3 separate regions of the Sus scrofa genome follow, and regions 2 and 3 are each linked to region 1. The links are chromatin contacts, called in public HiChIP or PLAC-seq and promoter capture Hi-C maps. All regions are on one chromosome and are shown on one strand. Each heading gives the region's core, a stretch centred on a gene start, on an enhancer-like site or on the middle of the called end of the contact. The rest is flanking DNA. Distances are from core to core; before and after follow the strand shown. Region 1 holds the start of CCDC90B (coiled-coil domain-containing protein 90B, mitochondrial). Region 2 holds the start of RAB30 (ras-related protein Rab-30). Region 3 holds the start of PCF11 (pre-mRNA cleavage complex 2 protein Pcf11).

Region 1 (4,225 bases), core at 474-2,973:
TCAGGCTAGGGGTCGAATCAGAGCTACAGCTGCCAGCATACGCCACAGCCACAGCAACTTGGGATCTGAGCCACATCTGTGACTTATACCACAGCTTACAGCAATGCTGGATGCTTAACCTACTGAGCAAGGCCAGGGACCAAACCCACATCCTTATTGATCCTAGTCAGGTTCTTTAACTGCTGAGCCACAAGGGAACTCCCTGTTCCTTTTTGAAGTGGATGGGGAATTCTTTGTGAAAGGTAGTGGACGTTTTCCTGTGGCAGACCCAGAGACATGATTGGGTATTCTCTGCATAGGGGAGGCAGGACTCTGTCTGGATTCTCATGTCTTAACACTGTGCCTGGCATTATTAAGTAAGCACTGCTCAATCAGGATTAGTTGAAGGAATAAAGGGAAAAAAATCAATGAGAGACACTACCAAAGATGATGTAACATTGCAAGATATAAAAAGTTTCACAGTTCTCCCACCCCCCCTTTCTTTTCATCATTCTTTCCTTTGATTCAGTGTAATTAGCAAACTTATGATGGGTTTTCATTGTCAGCCCCCTAGTTCCATCAGGAAAAAAATTTCTCCCCAGATTTGTGGAGGACAGGGGGTGGCGATCATTTTCAAGCCATGAAGAATGTGATATTAACATAAAATAACACGAAGCTTTGGTGAGAATGGGCTCCTCTCACTGAAGGTTACACAAACTTGGAAAATTCATTGCAGGAAAAAGGGCAACATCTTCTGTTAGGTCCAGGTACGCCCTCTAGTGTCAGGAACTCCCAAGGACGCTCTGGAAGGAAACGGAGTCCCACCTGTCTGTCTCTCTCAATGCCTCATTCAACAATCTTAAAAAGGGGGCGGGGAGCGGCTCAGTGGGTGAAGGATCTGGCGTTGTTACTGCTGTGGTTTGAGTTTGATGCCTGGCCCACAAACTTCCACAAGACGTGGATGCAGCCCCCCCCCCAAAAAAAACTGGGATTTCTTCATATTAGCTATTCTGAGAGAAAAGAAATGACTGATATAAGTGGCCCAGGCTGTATCCATTCTCGTTGGAGTCACCAGAGTTACATTCACAGAGCTGGAGGAAATCTGGCCATCTCATGCAACTATGTCCACCCCGGGACCTCTGACCTCCTGGCATCAGAGGAAAGGTATTTGGGATCCTCAGGAGGGCCCAGGCATTGCAGAATGCCTAAGGAAATTGTGCTGCTATTGGAGATGAAGCTGGAAACGACAATTTGCCAATTGACAAGCATCTTTGCGTTCAGCTGGAATTCACCCCCTTGATGTTGGATAGTCACTGCTGATCTGCCACTTCCTGAATAGTAGTTATGTCCTGAATTAATTGAAAATAGGGATATATGTAATGGTTTCATACATGTGATTGGTGAGGAATGTAAGATATGTTTAGATTGGGGGCTCATAAGGGTAAAAATGCAATAAAAGCAGTCCTCCACAGTGAATAAATCAGGACCCACTTCCTGCTACCTTATTAGCCTCTGAGGTATGGATTAACCAGGCTGCTTTTAGAGAGGGAGTCTTTTTCCCTGTCTTTTATGGCCCCACCCACGACATATCAAGATTCCCAAGCTAGGGATCGAATTGGTGCTGCAGCTTCCAGCCTATGCCACAGCCACAGCAACACCAGATCTGGGCTGCCTCTGCAACCTATACCGCTAGCAGCTCACTGCAACAAAGGATCCTTAACCCACTGAGCGAGGTCAGGGGTGGAACCCGCATCCTCATGTATACCACTCAGGTTCTTAACCTGCTGAGCCAGGAATGGAACTCCTTTCTTCAATTTTTAAAGAGCCATTTATATTTCCTCTTCTTGTTAAAGCCCTGGCAGGAATCAAATGTTCTTTTAATGTGCCTACTGCTTTGGATGGTGTTTGTCATACAGCTGAGGCTCACAAAGCTATGACAACCAATTTGTAGACTGAGTAATCCAGTGGTAACTGTTTACATCCTTGCAAGAATAATTAAGCCACTAAAACCTAATGATTGTTTACCACTTTAGAATTCACAAAGAATATACTGGTACATTTGAACTTCACAACTCCTGTGTGTTATTTTCAGCATTTTACCATGTGGGGCAAAGTCTGGAGTAACTGAGGTCTGACAGTGATAAATGGTGAAAATCAGCTCCACCCTAGAAACAGAGGAATTCAATTTTCCTGAAGAGAGCAACTAAAACAAAGAAATTTCGTCTTCCTGTCCACGAGAGGGCGAAAGGGCAGGAATGACGCGTTGGCTGGACTACACTTCCCAGAAGACCTCTGCGATACCGCCCCCTCTCCTTTGCTCAGCGGCCGAGGACTGCAGGTCCCAGAGTGCCGTTCTCCTTAGACTTCCGTCTCCGGTCGAGCCAAGCTCGGAATGGCCGTAGGCTCTCCGGTGTGAGTTGGCTGTGGAGTTGTACACTTCATTGCCAGGATATGGGCGCCGGCAGGTCCTCAAACAAGATTCCGCTTTCTTAGGGTGGTAACGGCGTTCTCGGGCTGGGGAGGGACGGTGGGAAAAGCGGAGCCGCTCTGAGCCATGCTAATGAATCGTGGGTCAGCCTGTGAAGAGGCCCGGCTTTGCGGGGGTGCGCTAGGAACCTTCGTCGGCGTATGCGTGTGTTACAGGCCGGGAACTACATTTCCCAGCATCCTCGCGGCACCAGAACTACCTTGCCCGAAAACCCGAGCGCGCTTCTGACAGCCTTTACCCCTTCCCGCCTACCGGAAGACTGAGGACATGTGGAGCCGCAGGGTTTGGCTGCTCCTGCGTTCTGAAGGCAGCGGGCGCCGCTGGGATTCAGCTCCCCGCAGGCGTTTCCCGTCAGCCCTACGGAGAGGTGAGGAAAGACACCGTATCTCGGATGCCTCCGTGCTCCGTAGGGAGACGATACCCGGGGTTTCTGTCTGCTCCCGGGGAACGGGAGGCGAGGGTGCCACGCCCTCCTCCCAGGCCCCTGCGGGTCCGGGCGACCCTACTGCAGGGCCTCGCCTCCGGGGGTTTGGGCAGGACCTTCCTCCTCTTAAAGCGCGCCTCTGAAAGCCAGGCTCCACCATTAGAGCCCCGCCAGGCGTCTTTCCGAACCTTTTAATTATCAAATGTGGCTGACGATGCAGCCCTCTGGAGTAACCATAAGGTAATCTGGGTTCGCAGATAGCCTTTGCGGCCAGTTAAAACTTAAACTGTGGTACTTAGGTGGTATCTTGGGGCCCAGACTTTTGGTAAACTACAGCGTACATTTCAGGTCCTCTATAGTTTTCAGTACTCTGCAATCACCTGGTAGCCTTTTCCAAAAAAAAGAAAAGAAAAGAAAACGGGACTGCCCAAATCTACAGGTGTGTTGACTGGCCCGCACACCTGTTAGCAGTGTGTTCCTGGAAAGCTGCCTTACTGAGAGATGTTTACGGAATATTTTTCCCCTAATTTTTGTTTGTGGTTTTGATTTTTTTAGACCCGCACCCTTGACATATGGAAGATCCCAGGCTAGGGGTCAAATTGGGCTGCAGCTGCGGGCCTACGCCACAATCACAGCAACACACCAAATCCGAGCAGTGTCTGCAACACAGGCAGGTCACGGCAACTGCCAGATCTTTAACCCACTGAGGGAGGCCAGAGATGGAAGATCCTAGTCTGGTTACCCGGGTGGTTACCACTGAGACGCAAGGGGAATTCCTCCCCTAATTTTTAGACTCCGAGGTGGTGTGCCGAGTAGGCATTTACTAACCTCAGCATTGTCTATTCCACTTAAAATTTTCCTGTTGGGTGAGCTGAGCCGCCGGTATCACTGCTTGTGCTCTTGCTCTGTTTTAATTTAGTCACACAGCAAGTCTGCTTTTGTTGATCCCTCATCTGTAAGATGCTGTTTACCTCCCAGGGTCCTCCACAAGATATTTGGTTACATAGTTACTTAGTGTAAGGACAGAGCGTTTTTTGAACCCTGTGAAATCAGTCCAGTTTCAATCCTTTGAAAACATTTGGAGCTATGCTTTGTTTATATAATCACATGAAAACACAATATTAAATTTTATGGAGAATGAACTTTGAAGTACTTACCATACTGGAAAATGCATCACCATAAGTAACAATGTCTTAACGTTATTTGTTCCCTTAACCCAATTGAGTGTTTTTGGAGAAATTCTAAGTGGCTCCTTACAACTAATATAATTTGTCTCCTTCATTACTAACAAATGTTTATTGATTGTTTACTGTGTACAGGCAGTTTAAGCTTCC
Region 2 (4,225 bases), core at 1,018-3,517, 220 kb after region 1:
TGTAAGAATGTGAAACTAAGTCTAAATGTAAATCTGTTCAGTTTATCTCTATTAAGCTTAAAATACCACAGTTATACTGAAGATGAGAAAGAAAATGGTAAAGATTTTTTCCTTTTCCTATACTTACCAACATTACTTGCAAAGGTTATTTCTGGATAACAAATAATTTCATGAGCCTTTCTCATTATTGTATTCATGGACAAGTGAGACTAATACATATTACCTTTGTTTAAAAATGAAACAGGAGTTCCCATCGTGGCACACTGGAAACAAATCCGACTAGGAACCATGAGGTTGCGGGTTTGATCCCTGGACTTCTCGCTAAGTGGGTTAAGGATCCAGCGTTGCCTTGAGCTATGGTGTATGTTGCAGACTTGGCTGGGATCTGGAATGGCTGTGGTGTAGGCTGGCAGGTGTAGCTCTGATTCGACCCCTAGCCTGGGAACCTCCATATGCCACGGGTATGGCCCTAAAAAGCAAAAAACAAACAAAAAACAGACCTGGAGTTCCTGTCGTGGCACAGCAGAAACAAATCCGACTAGTAACCATGAGGATGCGGGTTCAATCCCTGGCCTTGCTCAGTAAGTCAGTTATCGGGTGTTGCCGTGAACTGCAGTTTATGTCCCAGAGGTGATGTAGGCCAGCAGCTACAGCTCTAAACCCCTAGCCTGAGAACTGACATGTGCTGTGGGTGTGGCCCTAAAAAGCAAAAAAAAAAAAAAAAAAAAAAGAAAAGAAAAGAAACAAACCTACTCATCTGATTTATCTGCAGCATGACATATATAAGATCATTCTTCATAAAACTCTTTTTGTAATTGTCATCTGCATACATCTGGGTGATGTTTCTACCATGTTTTTGTCTTTTGTAATCACTCTGCCTAGCCTTTCTTTGATATAATCCATTTATCAGCAATAATTTTAACTCCTAACAGGTGAAGTGCATAGCTCTACCGACCCAGTAATTCGTTACTTTTGTTTTCACAATAACATGCAAAATGAAACGTTTAACAGCACAAATATATCAGCATTTTTAGCCCTTCAGACACTTTCAGGAAGAAATTTCCCATCTTTTCATAGTGTAGATAGACTCTGAAAAAAAAACACACAGCATTGTTTTAGTAACTGGAAAAAAAATCACAGTTCATTTGAGACACTGGGCAAAATTACTTGATCTCAGTTACTTAGTTTAAAAGAAAATCAGTTCCTAAAGTAGTCGTATATATGGAGTTCTACAAATTAAACACTAAATGTATTTTTAAAATAGCGATCCATGCTACCGAAGATCCAGTCTTCGCAGTATTTTTAAGCATACACCCTAAGTTTCTTCAAATGCCGCTACACTCCGGAACCAAACGCCAGCCTTAAACAGGTATTCCCTTACAACATCTCCCTGCCTTCGCGGGCACGTATGAAGATGTTTTAAACCAAGTTTATTTACTTCCGTAGGATTCAGTCCCTGTCACTTCTTTACTGCAGGCCCAAAGCATCGTCCTTTTTCCAGCTCAGCTATCTTCCAACATCGATTTCTTTGGAACCTTTTCCAAATCATCTCTGTATGAAAAACCAGTGAAGGTGCAACACCTTGGGAAGGATTAAGGCTGGCTGGAGAATGAATGACAAGATAAAAAATAAATTTGGGAAGGGCAGCCCAATTCTGTAGGTGGAATCTTCTCCGACCAAAGGTGAGAGTGGCCACGCCGGGTCCCCGCATCTACCAAAAAACACAACCGCCCCGACTATCCTGTTTACGGTGCTCTGAGACCAGGAGACAAACTCCCTCAATCCCTTAATTATAAACGGTGCAAGTGACAGGGACCAATACCTGCAGGACCCTGAGGCCGAGGCCCACTCGGCCTCTGATGCCGCCACTAGCCGGGCTCGTCCGACTCAGTCCCCAGGTACCGCTTCCAGCCCCTCCCACCCCGGTACCCAGGTTCGGAACCCCAGGCTCTTCGGCCCGCTTGTCCTCCTCCTCACCGTCCCCTCTGCACCACCTCTCGGCTCCCGCGTTCCCTAAAACCTCAGCCGGCGCGGCGGAACCTTCCCCGCGCTCCTAACATGGCGGCCGAGTCCCCTTTACTCCCTTGGCCCGCTCTGGGCGCGTCTGACCTTGGCGCATTTTGGGCTTTGTAGTTCCGGCGATAGCCTCTGTGTCCCGCCAGTCCGTGAGGAGACTACAATTCCCAGAACCCTCCGCTTCTGAGCATGGCTATTGGGGCCTTTTGGACAGAGGGATGATGTCATTGCAAAAACCCCACTGCATTCATTGTGCTACGGTCTATCCTCCCCCCTGCTGCTGCTAGGCTTGCTATTGCCGCTCGCTCCAGCTGAGCTAAGAGTAGCAGCAAGCACCAGGGCAGGGGCTGACTCCAGCCCTTGGACTTAGGACTCCGCAACACCTTCCCTTGCGTGCGTGACTCATTCGCACATCCTTTCTGTTTATGCCTGGGGTGGGGAGAAAAATCCCAAACCAGGTGAGTTGAAGTGATTTATTCAATAGGTTCTACCAAGTTATTCCTCCCGCTTAGTTCTCAAGGCTTTCTTTTGGGAAGATGGGGGCGGGAGGATTGGGGAGGTGCTCGCAAAGCGCTGCTAAGCGAAAAGCTCTGTACAATTTGGGTCACTGCAAAGAACAACTCCAGCAACCTTCCCCCACCAGAGGACCGATGCCTGCCAGTTCCCTAGTCGCAACTCCCCTCAACCTTTTCGGAGGCTGGGAGAGGGGGCTGGGCTGGGGTGGATGTTGGGAAGTGCTCTTGGAAAATCAGGGGAAGGCAGAGGTGGGAGACTGCAGTCCTGTCACATACGGCCCGAGTGCTGAGATTTGAGTGGGAAGGGGTGATGCGTGGGGAGAAATGGAGACAGTGATTTAATGTGGTCGCACTACTTTGGAACATTTCTGTGCCACTTGGGCGAGCACACACTATTCATTTTTAAGACGAGCGGGCTTCTGAGTAGGTTAAGTTTTGTGGGGCGTTATTTTGTGCGTGTGTCCATGTCGTTTGTCTCGCCTTTTCTGCTGATTTGAGGTGACAGTGTCCTTTAATGGTGCACTATGCCAGTCACAAACGTTTCACGTGTCTGGGGAAGGTTCTCTTAGGCTGCTAGAAGCAACATTTTTTTTTTTAAGTGTTTTTCTTCTCCCGACTGCAGGATTTCAGGATTGTTTGGAAGTGGAGCCGACAGATTTGTGCTTGTGTGAGTGTTTTAAATTACATTGCAATAGGCTCCTTGCCACTGACAGTGGTACCATAATGAGCTGCTGTTTCCTGAGGCACAATCACCAGTCACAAATAACGGTTCGGAGAAGGGATCATTAGGGACACTCGGGTTCATTTTAACGCATCAGGGAAAGGAAAAGTTAGAAGCGCTGTTAACCTTCATTTGCCATTGCTGAAAGGTACACAGGAGGAGTGAGTGATCCTGCTGAGGGAAACTGAGGAGCATAGTAGAGTTTTTTGGTTTTTTTTTTTTTTTTTTGGCGTGTGGGTTTTGGTTTTTAAACAAACTGACACGTTTAACAGAACAGAGAGCATCCTGATTTGTATGATATTGGCTCTCTTCTTGTAAGAGTTATTAGGATGATTAGTGCAATAAATACGTTATTTTGAAGTACACAGCTGGTTGACTCCAGAACAGATGGGGCTAGTCTTAGCTGAGAGATCTACAACCTTGGAAATGAATGGACCTGGGGTCAACCACACCCCCTCTTGGAATGTCAAAAGGAGAAATGCCAGACTGTTTTATGCTTAACTCCAAAATGCCAAACCTTTTCATAACCAAGTCAGGCATTGGGGGGAAGTCATCACTAGTTGTCTTCTGCTGCTGAACCAATTTGTTCATTTTTAATTCAGACCTTTAAGTCTCTAAAGTTGCAGCTGGGCGATGCTTCGTTAAATGCTGCTTGTTACTGAATGCAAAGGACAGTCCATTGTATGGGCTTTGTGGTAGAGTGATTTATTGGGAGGCAATGAGCAGCTTTGGGATTTGGGAAAAGATGGACTGTCTGGCTTTTCCTCTCTGCATCTCTCTGTTGCTTACTCTGTGCTTTTCTGAGCACCCTTCTCCACCCCCCAAACCCTGCCCCTCCCACCTTCCTTTCCCCACCCTTCTAGGTCTCTTAAAGTTCTTCTAGTTTCTTTCCCTGTCTTTCCATTTGTAATTCTCATTTTTCCTCTGTGTTTTGAAATCTCCGTCTTTTATCAGCAGTATATTGCATCTCTTT
Region 3 (4,225 bases), core at 545-3,044, 150 kb after region 1:
TACACCTTACAAAGGTAAATAAAAAAGACAAATACATATTTTATATGTTTTATTCACAAATTTTATAATACCAGTCACACATTTCAAAACCATTTATTAAAGTCAGACCACTCAGTTTTACACTAGACAGAAACCGCCTCTAAACAATATATTGGTGGTTGTTGTTAAAGTGGCCTTTTAAAAGGGGTTCACTCTGCTAAAAGGAGGCTCATCCTGATCATTTCAATCACTAACAACTAGAAAAAAAAAACTAAACCATAAGTACAAGCTTGAAAAATAACTTAAAACGTAGTACTGGGAAGCTATTAAAACTCATTATGATAACTAAGTTTAACAGTAACTTAAATGACATATCGCTCCCACATGAATCCACAGAAGAGGAGGACTACAGGGAAATATAGGGTGGCAGAGGACCACTGCTGTCAAGGGGTGAGGCAAAGCACGTCTTCACTCAGGGAAGGGAGGAAAAAAAGAGAAAAGGAAGAGGAGGAGGGACTGAACTTTTCAAAAAAAAACCTACAAGTACTTGTTACCCAGTGGGCCGGTTCTCCACCTACAGGTTGGGTAAGATCTCCTCCCCACCCCCACCCCCACGCCCCACCCTCAACCCCAATTTCCCGTATTTGGGGGCAAATGAGACCCTCCGACAGGAGAATACTAGTTATACCTAGCCGCCCCCACCCCAAAACGGGGCTGACGGGTGTGAGCAGCTGCCTGGCTGGCAGGGAATGGATTCTCCTCTCTTCCCTTTCGCATCATGTGCTTTTCAGGCGCCATGTTGGGCTCCTAACAGGCGGCTGCTCCACTCGGGGCCAGTGCCCTATTCCCACCCGCCAACAGCTCGCTCCCAGGTCCCCCTTCACCTCCTTCCAACCCACAGACACAATTACCCAAAAGGGTACGGGGGCGGGGGGCACGGAGGAAGATCCACTCCCCACCTTCCCAGGGGGTTAGAAAGGTTTTAACACTTACTTTCCCACATCGCAAACTGCCTTTTAAGCCTCCCCCCTCCCCAAACGGCTCTACTTAAAGCGTGTGCCTCGGGACAGACGGTGCGGTGGCCTAAATAGGGAGCTGGTAAGCGGAAGTGGAACTCCACCCTTTATCCTCCCCACTCCCTCCCTTCAAGCGAGGCCCACGCTCGAAGCCTGGGCCAAAGACCGAACCTGAGTTGGGGGGGGGGGTTGGAGAGGAGGAACACTGTCCCCCTTTGGACGGAAGCGAGACCTGGGATGAGGCTGACACTAAAATCAGGGAGTATTAGAAGAATAGGAGGCTGCGGGGTGTATAAAAACCTTGGCGGTTTGGGCCTCGATGAGAGAGACGATCTCCTTGGCGAAGGGCAGGTTCTCCTCGGCTAGAATGGTCAGCATATTGATGTGCGGTTTGCTATTGAAGGTCAGGTCTTCGAGTGATGACTGATAATCCCGACAGGCGTCCTCCCGGGCCCCCGCAGTACCGGCCTCGGCCGGCGTCTGCTCTGACATTGCGCCGCGGCCCCCCTCCGAGGCCCGCCGCAGCTGAAGCTGAAGCCGCTCTCGATACCCCGCCTCCCTTCCGACTCCTCTTCCTCTCCCCTGGTCTCTCGCGGCTCCGGCTTCACCACATGCTGACCGCGGAGGGGGGTTGGGGGACGACACAGGGGGAACCTCGGGTATGAAACGCCGCCGTCTCACGGGTGGTCTCCGTCCACTTCCAGCCGCCACAGACGCTTCTTTCTCCACAGACACAAAATGGCGGCGGCAGTGGCGGCTCCAGCTCCGAAAATGTCTGTGTTCCCAACCGCTGCGTCGTGCGAAATGAGCTAGGGGAGGGGAAATGTGCGGTAAAAGGGCGGGGCCGTTGATAAAGCCGGGCGTGATTGGCTAGTCCTGAAACGTCACAAGCCCCGCCCACAGCCCTTCCGCTGAACGTTCTGGCACCGCCTTCTTGTCGGGATCCTACCCGGACTTTCGCAACACTTACGGCTTAGAGGTGGGGTGGAAAAGACTGCCCCTCTCATTGGCGGATTCATAAGGGACTGTTCGGTCATTTGTTACCATAACAACCCACTCAGGGAGGCCAATAGTCCTGAGGGAGGCTGTTCCCGAGGCAAAACCCAACCAGTTTAACAAGAAAGCTCAGCGGCTCCACTTCGACCCTCCCTCTGCAACGTCCTAGCAGCTGAGCTGCTCCGTCAATCATCCTCCCTTCCGCCTGCCGGGCGGCCCCTGAGCGGGGTGGGGGTTGAGCGAGGAGGAGGCTTTTGGCCGGCCCCGCCCCCCCTCTTCGACTCAGGTGCTCCCGAGAGCCTGGGCGGGTCCTGCTGCCGCGGCCCACATACCCGGCCTGGGATTGAGACCTGGAGGGAGGCGCCGGTTTCAACCGGAACCTTGAGAAGGACCACTAGAGTCAGCTTTAATACACTGCTTGCCACTTCCACAAACAAAAACACCTCCGCCAGCTTTCTAGAGTTGAACCCCTAGGAAAATGCCTTTATTTAGAAGGGGTGCGTGTGTGTGTGTGTGTGTGTGTGTGTGTGTAAGGCTTTTCCATAAGGGTTTTCAGGAAATCTTTGGGAAGCCCACTCAGCTCTAGGAAAGGTTGCTCACAACAGCCACACCCACCCCGGAGCGTGATAACTCTTCTCTCTCGATCTTCTGCACCTCGAAACACCCTTAGAATATGCAATTTGGGTCAAATAGGAAGAATTACGTATTTTACTTGTAGGGATCTTTTCCAAGGTTTCTAAAATCCCTTTTTGGAGCTTGGAAATGATGCTCTCAAAACACAAAGCTTTCAAATAGTTCTGCCTTGAAGCTGCAACATAAAACATTAAACTAAAAAGGTATTTTTCTCATTGAGATAGTAAACTAAATTTAGGCTAAAAAAATTAGATATTAATTACGTAAAATGTGCTTCATTGTCCTTCTTAGGCTACTAGGCTCAGTAGAGATACTTTTTTGTTCCTCAGAAGAAATCGCTCTTAGGAAATAAATGAAGTAATTCCTTTATTTTCCCATAAAAAGTAACATTTTCACTTATTTTTGTTTTGTTTCTGGGTTTTTAGGAGCTTTATTGAAAGTAATTGAGATACGATAAACTGCACATATTTAAAGTGTACAAGATTTTGTTCACATTTATTTTTCATTTATTCTTAATGTGATACCACATATGAATGAGAGGTAAAGCCTGGGGAGAAGAACTTGTCTTTTGTTATTTGAGGCTAAGAAATATTGTTGTATAGGTACTTACGGATCTCAATTTCATGCCATTGTTAGTGATGATACGTAGATATTATAGACACATTTTAAATTAAGCAACTGTCCAAGTTCATGTTTTCTGAAAGGAAATGCCCGCTGTAAAATAGTCCTTGTGGTAGTTTTCCTTGTAATTTTACTTTTTTATTTATTTATTTTTTTTGTCTTTTTTTGTCTGTTGTTGTTGTTGTTGCTATTTCTTGGGCCGCTCCCGCGGCATATGGAGGTTCCCAGGCTAGGGGTTGAATCGGAGCTGTAGCCACCGACCTACGCCAGAGCCACAGCAACCTGGGATCCGAGCCGCGTCTGCGGCCTACACCACAGCTCACGGCAACGCCAGATCCTTAACCCACTGAGCAAGGAAGGGCAGGGACCGAACCCGCAACCTCATGGTTCCTAGTCGGATTCGTTAACCACTGCGCCACGAACGGGAACTCCTTTTTTTGTTTTGTTTTGTTTTGTTTTGTTTTGTTTTTGTTTCCTTGTAATTTTATTTACTTTTATTTTTATTTATTTTTGTCTTTTTAGGGCCGCACAGGCAGCATATGGGGTTCCCTGGCTAGGGGTCGAATTGGAGCTGTAGCCACTGGCCTGTGCCACAGCCACATCAATGCGGGATCCCAGCTGCCTTTGGGACCTACACCACAGCTAACCACAACTGGCATCCTTAACCCACTGAGCAAGGCCAGGGATGGAACCTGCGTCTTCATGGATACTAGTCAGATTGGTTTCAGCTGAGCCATGGTGGGAACTCCCATTCCTTGTAATTTTAAAGATGAATTTAGTTGCTAAATTGTTGCTGAAAATATCTGCTTTGCCTTATTTTTATATCATCCTAACCATCAAGTAAACTTTTGAAAAGTAAATTTTCAAAGCTTTGATTTGGCTTCTATTGTATCCCTCTGAACTACACAGAGAGTAAACAATTTATGCTTAGCATATAAATGAGCAAATCTAAGTGCCCACAAAAGATTCAAAAAAGCGAA

What was found. Promoter capture Hi-C pulls out the DNA fragments that hold promoters and counts their contacts. HiChIP or PLAC-seq counts read pairs in DNA pulled down with a chosen protein or histone mark.
Region 2: a promoter capture Hi-C map of fetal liver shows a contact between it and region 1, with 3 times the contacts expected there. The contact joins the promoter of RAB30 here to the promoter of CCDC90B in region 1. A contact is called at or near these places in 2 of 5 promoter capture datasets (fetal liver and liver), 10 of 47 Hi-C or Micro-C datasets (alveolar macrophages, blood, embryonic fibroblasts and 6 more) and 2 of 2 datasets of contacts at active chromatin or transcription factors (alveolar macrophages and skeletal muscle).
Region 3: an H3K27ac HiChIP or PLAC-seq map of alveolar macrophages shows a contact between it and region 1. The contact joins the promoter of PCF11 here to the promoter of CCDC90B in region 1. A contact is called at or near these places in 1 of 47 Hi-C or Micro-C datasets (heart right ventricle) and 2 of 2 datasets of contacts at active chromatin or transcription factors (alveolar macrophages and skeletal muscle).

The regions. Positions count from the first base shown.
Region 1 is chr9:17,445,107-17,449,331 of Sscrofa11.1, reverse strand. It overlaps CCDC90B (coiled-coil domain-containing protein 90B, mitochondrial), which reads left to right and starts at 1,723. Exons shown (of 9, transcript XM_003129718.4): 1 at 1,723-2,834. The coding sequence starts at 2,735.
Region 2 is chr9:17,220,783-17,225,007 of Sscrofa11.1, reverse strand. It overlaps RAB30 (ras-related protein Rab-30), which reads left to right and starts at 2,267. Exons shown (of 5, transcript XM_021062576.1): 1 at 2,267-2,474. LOC110255408 (a long non-coding RNA gene) reads right to left here and starts at 2,094. Exons shown (of 2, transcript XR_002335559.1): 1 at 1,823-2,094; 2 at 1-1,089.
Region 3 is chr9:17,295,438-17,299,662 of Sscrofa11.1, reverse strand. PCF11 (pre-mRNA cleavage complex 2 protein Pcf11) reads right to left here and starts at 1,794. Exons shown (of 16, transcript XM_021062577.1): 1 at 1,296-1,794. The coding sequence starts at 1,487.